Regions from separate parts of the Rattus norvegicus genome. Here region 1 is linked to region 2. The links are chromatin contacts, called in public Hi-C maps. All regions are on one chromosome and are shown on one strand. The core of a region is the stretch at or near the end of the contact, and the rest is flanking DNA. Distances in the headings are between cores, read along the strand shown.

Region 1 (3,268 bases), core at 678-3,177, 280 kb before region 2:
TACTGTTCACAAATAAGATTTCAGTGGCAGAGCACTGTGGTGAACACCAGGAACCCCAGTTCTGGAAAAGCTGAGGTAGACAATGAAGAGCTAGAGGCCTGCACAATGGGGTGGCACCCACTGCTCTATCATGTGGCACAGACACACACACACACACACACACACACACACACACACACACACACACACACACACACACACACACACACATCCCACACAGCCCTTGGGAGGCACAGGCAGCTCAAACCCAACCACTGAAGCCATGTTTCAAGACACTAAAATAAGAAAAATACATCATTTATATGAAGGGGGATAAATTTAAATGGCGTAAAGATTCAGCTAAAAACTTTATTGAAAATAACAAAATGGGATTAAAAATGGAAAGATAGAAAGTGGAAGACAGCAAGAAATGCAGCAGATTGTATACACTGGATACAAAAGCACACGAGTTGCCCAAAACTCTAAAATGTACAAGAATTGTAACTTATTATAATCCTCAAAAGGCTAATAATTCTGCCCTGGACTGAAGTGTATATGTGTGCACATGCGTGTGTGTGTTTTAACAAGGGGAGTGAACCTAAATCGAACTTTTGGGGTGGGGGGAACCGGTTCGGTTCGGTTTGGTTCGGTTCGGTTTGGTTTGGTTTGGTTTGCTTCGTTCGTTCGTTTGTTTTTAATTTTCAGTTTGCCCTCCGTGCTGGTCCCTAGTCTACGCAGTGCCCCACAGTTTGTTCCAGGAGGGAACTAGACTCCCAAAGTCTTCTGAAGGAAATCGTTCCTGCGCCCTTAGGCCTCGGCTCCCCAGGTGACGCCACACAGCCCCGGACCCTCAGCTTAGCCAAGGGTTTAGAGCTGGGTCGGTTTCCGGTTTTTGCCCCTTCTTGTGTTTCTACATATCCGTAGCATGCCTGGGAGTTTAGGACACCACACAAAATACAAAGTTGAAATTCAGCACACTGGGTTTTACTTACTGTCTTTCGGCTCGAACTGAAGTGGATTACAAAAGTAAAATGCAAAATTTACCGAAATGCAAAAAGGAAGAAAATTGGAGGATGCGGGCATCGATCCCGCTACCTCTCGCATGCTAAGCGAGCGCTCTACCATTTGAGCTAATCCCCCTCCACGAGTGCCGCCTCATCTTGTGCTCCCCTAGAGGAGGACAAGAGCACTGCTCGGCAAAGAAATTTGAATATGTTTCATAGATGAGATTAAAAGGCTAAAATAAAAGGCAAGCTCTTTCCTTCGAGCCGGAATCGAACCAGCGACCTAAGGATGTCCGACAGACACACGCCTACAGTCCTCCGCTCTACCAGCTGAGCTATCGAAGGGAGCGACAAGCTGTTTGGCAGATGAGCTCCATAACACTACGTCACTCCTTTGCGCGGCGTTTCCCAATGATCCGGCCGCGAAAAGGGTCGCCCTGGTGCGCGAAACTAGGAGTACGTGAGGAACCGACCGGGCGGTGGTGCAGCCGCAGTCTGGGACTTGTCTGAGCGCGCTCGCACTAGGGGGATCGCAAAAGGTTGGATACGGAAGAATACAGGCCCGAGTTGTAAAGTCCTAGAACTGCAGAGACGTAACTTGGGGAGCTCAATGCCTGAGAGAGGGGCTCTGGGGAAGGCCAGTAAACCTGGATAAAACATTACTGTCTCCTTCGAGCCGGAGTCGAACCAGCGACCTAAGGATGTCTTCTCACAAGGAAGTTAGCTACAGTCCTCCGCTCTACCAACTGAGCTATCGAAGGGACATGAGTTACTTTTTTGCCCCTTGACACTAAACACAACTGAATCAGGGAGTTCCTCAGGCAGACGGAGTTGCGCATGCGCATTTCTCAGACCTTGCGACGTCAGGGACGCGGGTCGTTTTACGCATGTGCACGACCACCGTTCTGCCCCCGGCAATCCCGAGCGGCCTAGAAAGGTCCCAAGCAGTGTCCCCGGGAGGCCTAGGCTCTGGTTCTCCTTCGTCGCCTGGCCTGCCTGTAGTCCCTTTTCTTTTATCACTATTTGTTGTCGTCCCGGTGAGTATAGAGAACTAACTCATGCTGTCATCCTGAAAGTCCCGAGAAGAGTCCTCATGAATGGGCCAGTGGCGCAATGGATAACGCGTCTGACTACGGATCAGAAGATTGTAGGTTCGACTCCTGCCTGGCTCGAGCTTTTGGAGCTGACTTTAAGCTAGGTCAGCAATTGGCCCCTGATGTTACTGTTGTGAACTTCCTGGAAACTGAACCTCCCCCATCACACATTCTCCCACCCCCATACCCCCCTTCAAGCCGGCCAACTCATCAAGACTTTGTGTACAGTTCAAAAGTTTCCGCATTTACTTTACCTAAGTGGGCCACTTCTTGGTAAGTCAAGACAGTAAAATGTTAAGTACTTATCTCCACTTTCTGATACTGTGCCTACTTAAGTAGTTAAAGATAGAGTTTTTATAATCCACTCATCGACTTGCGTCTTTTCACCAAGCCGGGTGTTTGAGCAAAATGAGCTATGTTGAAGTTACCATGCTGACTGAAATAGCAGCGCTCTAAAGTCTGGCCTAAGACGGGTTGGACATACACTTATTTGAAAATGATGGGAGGTTTTCTTTTTGTTCCCTCCTAAAACGTCAGGTTTTACATGCAAGGGATTAGTAACTTTAAAGTTGATTTAGTGTTTCTCAGACTTTTAAAACAACAAAACTACTTTTATGGAGGTTGGGGGAGTGTTGCTTTCCTCCACTTCCAAATCACTGAAGAGCAAAGAGCCATTATCTTGTTCTTCCTTCATTTTCTTATTTTGCAAGGGAGGGAAACAAGGTGATTATCTTCAGGTCATTGTCACAACACCTTTGCACTGTGATAGAAACAGTCACCCTTAAGCAACTTAACAGGAAGCATAGGGGACCAGGAAGTTAGGGGGGTTGTTTGGTTTTTGTTTTATTTCTGTCTCTTACAACAAAATTTAATGTGAGCTACAGACACATTCAGGTAAGCCCTAGGAAATGAAGGATATACTGCCAGGAAGGCTCCTCCCTCAGTGCCTTCATCTCCTTTTTCTCTAAGGCCATAGTGCTCCCATAAAAATCCCTGAGCTTTATGGATAGCCCAGTCTATCACTGTGAGAATCCTTTCCCTTCTCAGGCCAGATTGCAAAATTCCCCCCTTTTCTGGCTGGTTATATTTCTTTTTTCATAATATGTTGGGAGAATATGTGTGGTTGTGCGGATGCATATGTAAATGTGCTTTCCCTCATACCTCTTTGAAAAAGATAATTAAGATAGATAT
Region 2 (2,943 bases), core at 181-2,680:
TTAACACATCGACTACACGTTAAGGGAGTAATTAAGATTTCAAAGGCAGTGAGAATCTCATTAGTGCTTCATCATCTAGCGAAGACAAATTCCACAACATAGAACGGATCATAAAGCATGCCTAAGATCTGGCATGTAGAAATACACAGGGGCATGATGTTTAAATAATAAGAGTACACACCTCTATCCCTCTATCTGATCATGCATACTCGGTACTCAAGTTTATAGCACCATTAAGCCCAGGCTCAGCACTGTACTTCTTAAGGCCTGCCACCTTGCCAATGATCATCTTAAATACCTGGGAGACTAGATGCCCTGAGAAATTATCTAAATCCATTTTGCCAGGGGGAGAGCTTGTTCATGTTGAAGTATCTGATGCTCAAAGCGTTAGAAACAGTGGGCTCCTGCGGAAAAGCTTTGGTAGTTTTGGGGCAGAAACTTAAAACAAGTAAATTATATCCTCATCTTACCAAAACAGGTTGAAAGCTTTTCCTACATATTAACCAGCAAACACTAACAAAGAAGGGCGATGGTTGGCCAGGGGAACTTTTGGTCTCTTTGCCACCTTTGTCTTCTCAATATCATCATTTCTCATTTTCTTGGTAGGAGAATTTCACTTCACACAGAAGTCTTTGGTCCCTTTTTCTGCCCTGCAGGCCTGGAAGGCCTGGGGCCTCACCTGCCAAGGGAAGCCACTGGAGCCTTGCCTTGGTAGGGCATAAACTGTGAGGTAGCGGGAGGATCGAGCCCCCGAGATCAGCTGACGTCACTGCCGCAGTGGTCTCCCGCGACGCCCTAGTACGGGAATTCAGAGTGGACGCGCCCGGTGCCCCGCTGGATGGAAGCGCGGGGAGGGCGCCCTGTGCTCCCGGTATTCTGGGTCTGTCGGACGCAAGAGCGCCGGTCGGGTAGGCCGAACAAACTCCGGGTCTGGGCGCCCGAGGATGCCCCGCGTAACTCTCGTGCGCACGCGCCGCGGGTTGCGGGGAGGGAGCTGCGGGGAGGCGGGAAGCGACGGTCGGGCGCGGGGCGCGGGGCGCGGCGCCGAGTGGAGCGGACGCAGGCAGCCCGGTCCGGACAACCAGCGGGCTCCCAGGCGCTGCGGCGGCGCGGGGCGCGGGGCATGCGGCGCGGCGTCGTGACGTCACGGTGGCGGCGGCCGTGGTTGGCGCAGGGTCTAGGGCTGCAAAGTGTGAATTACGCCGGGCTCGCGCCGGCGGCGGAGTGGAGTGAGGCTCGGGGGAGGGGAGGGGCTGGGCTCCAGCGGCCAAGCTGCTCTCTGCTCCGCGCCCGTGCTCCCGGCCCGGGCCAGCTCTCGCGCCGCGGAGCACCGGGGCGGCGGGATCCCCTTTAACGCTGCCTGCCGGGCTCCCCGCGTCCGCTGCAGTCCTTCCCGCCGCCAGCCGCGCGGAGGGCTGGGAGGTGTCGGCGGCCGCCAGCGCCGCCCGCCCCGCGCGCGCCTCGGCCCCGGGTCCCCGCGGCGCGGCCCCCTCGTAGCGCAGGGGCGGGCGACCGCGGACTGGCGGGCGCCGCGCGGTTCCAAGGCGGACGTGTTCAATGGAAGTATGCTACCAGCTGCCGGTGCTGCCCCTGGACAGGCCGGTCCCCCAGCACGTCCTCAGCCGCCGAGGAGCCATCAGCTTCAGCTCCAGCTCGGCGCTCTTCGGCTGCCCGCATCCCCGGCAGCTCTCGCAGGTAACCGCCGCCCCGGGGCCCGCACCCACAGCTCAGTGCTTTTGTCTTTTGGGGGGACTCGGGCCATTGTTCCTGCCTCTGTAGGCTGGTCTCCCCCTTCCGAAAGCCTTTTGCCCTCCGCTGTGCTCACTGCCCCTGGCCTCTGCGACCCTCGCCGCTGCTAACCCGTCACGCCCGCTGCTAGCCTCAAGCAATGACTTTGTCCTCCCCTCCTTTCTCCGCCGTCTCCCACAAGTTGGGCCTCTTGTCCCTTAGTTGTGACCTGAAACACACCTGTTCGCCCCCACTTTCCCCCGCCCCCCACCTGTGCTGCTTCGCGAGCCTTGCAGTGCTGTGCTGGTGCTGAGGTTCTCAGAACAATGGGCCTGGATGTCCCATTGTGGTCCTCATCCGAACTGCGGAACTGCTCCTTTTTAGAGAATGGGCCTAGGTGTCAGGAACTAGTGTGCAAAGTTGATGGTTTCCAATCAGTTTTGTCGCTTGATAAAGGCGTTTTTAGTACAGAAACCACTGATGGGCATTCACAAAGGACTTTATTTCCGATGACCCAACACCAGTTGCTCCTAAGCATTTTAATTTTTTTTCTATGAAGTCCTTGGCTCAACTCTGTCGTTGGGTAAAATTTGGTTGCCAGATTTAGACTAAAGAGAAAGAAGAGTTTTATTTTGTTTACGTATGAATCTGGTCCCCTCATTGCCTGCTGCCAGAAGTTCTGTGTTTATGAGGTTACTTTTGGGGATGGGTACCACTCCACTCAGTTGAGCCTCAGCCATTCATTCATTCATTCATTCATTCGTTCGTTCGCTTGCTTGCTTGTTTGTGACAGAGCCTTTCTAAATTGTTCAGTCCTGCCTTTAACTCATGATCTTCTTGCTTCAGACTTCCACGTACCAGGCTTGAGCTGTCATCATCCTGGGTCCCATTTTCACTTCGTTAAATAAAGTATTCTTCGTCTTTTTCTGTTGCTTAGTGTTTCTTTACCCTGTATAGCACACCATTTCTCCCCTCAATTGCACTGTAAGTACTATAAGCAAGGTATTTTTAAAAACTGATAGTATGGACAGCATCTTTTAGAGATTTTGCTTATCTCCACTGAATTCTATGAATTCTATTTGTCATTTGCCTTTTTTTTTTTTTTTTTTTTTTTTTTGGCCTGTGAGATAGAGCAGGAGTTCCATGTTAGTTTCTTTTCGAAGAATTCTTATTTAAGGTCAGATTCTTGTCTGATACAAGGGAGTATGCTAATGA

What was found. Hi-C and Micro-C count contacts between places; a contact is called where the count stands out from the background.
Region 1: a Hi-C map of the A7r5 cell line shows a contact between it and region 2, with 2.3 times the contacts expected there. The contact joins the promoter of RGD1562890 here to the promoter of Pde7a in region 2. A contact is called at or near these places in 2 of 12 Hi-C or Micro-C datasets (the A7r5 cell line and mammary epithelial cells) and 1 of 1 datasets of contacts at active chromatin or transcription factors (oligodendrocytes).

What each region holds. Positions count from the first base shown.
Region 1 is chr2:104,002,308-104,005,575 of GRCr8, reverse strand. It overlaps RGD1562890 (a long non-coding RNA gene), which reads left to right and starts at 1,927. Exons shown (of 2, transcript NR_037704.1): 1 at 1,927-2,350. Trnar-acg1 (transfer RNA arginine (anticodon ACG) 1) reads left to right here and starts at 2,083; the gene lies at 2,083-2,155. Trnay-gua8 (transfer RNA tyrosine (anticodon GUA) 8) reads right to left here and starts at 1,744; the gene lies at 1,651-1,744. Trnay-gua2 (transfer RNA tyrosine (anticodon GUA) 2) reads right to left here and starts at 1,328; the gene lies at 1,239-1,328.
Region 2 is chr2:103,721,314-103,724,256 of GRCr8, reverse strand. Pde7a (phosphodiesterase 7A) reads left to right here and starts at 1,430. Exons shown (of 13, transcript NM_031080.1): 1 at 1,430-1,695. The coding sequence starts at 1,558.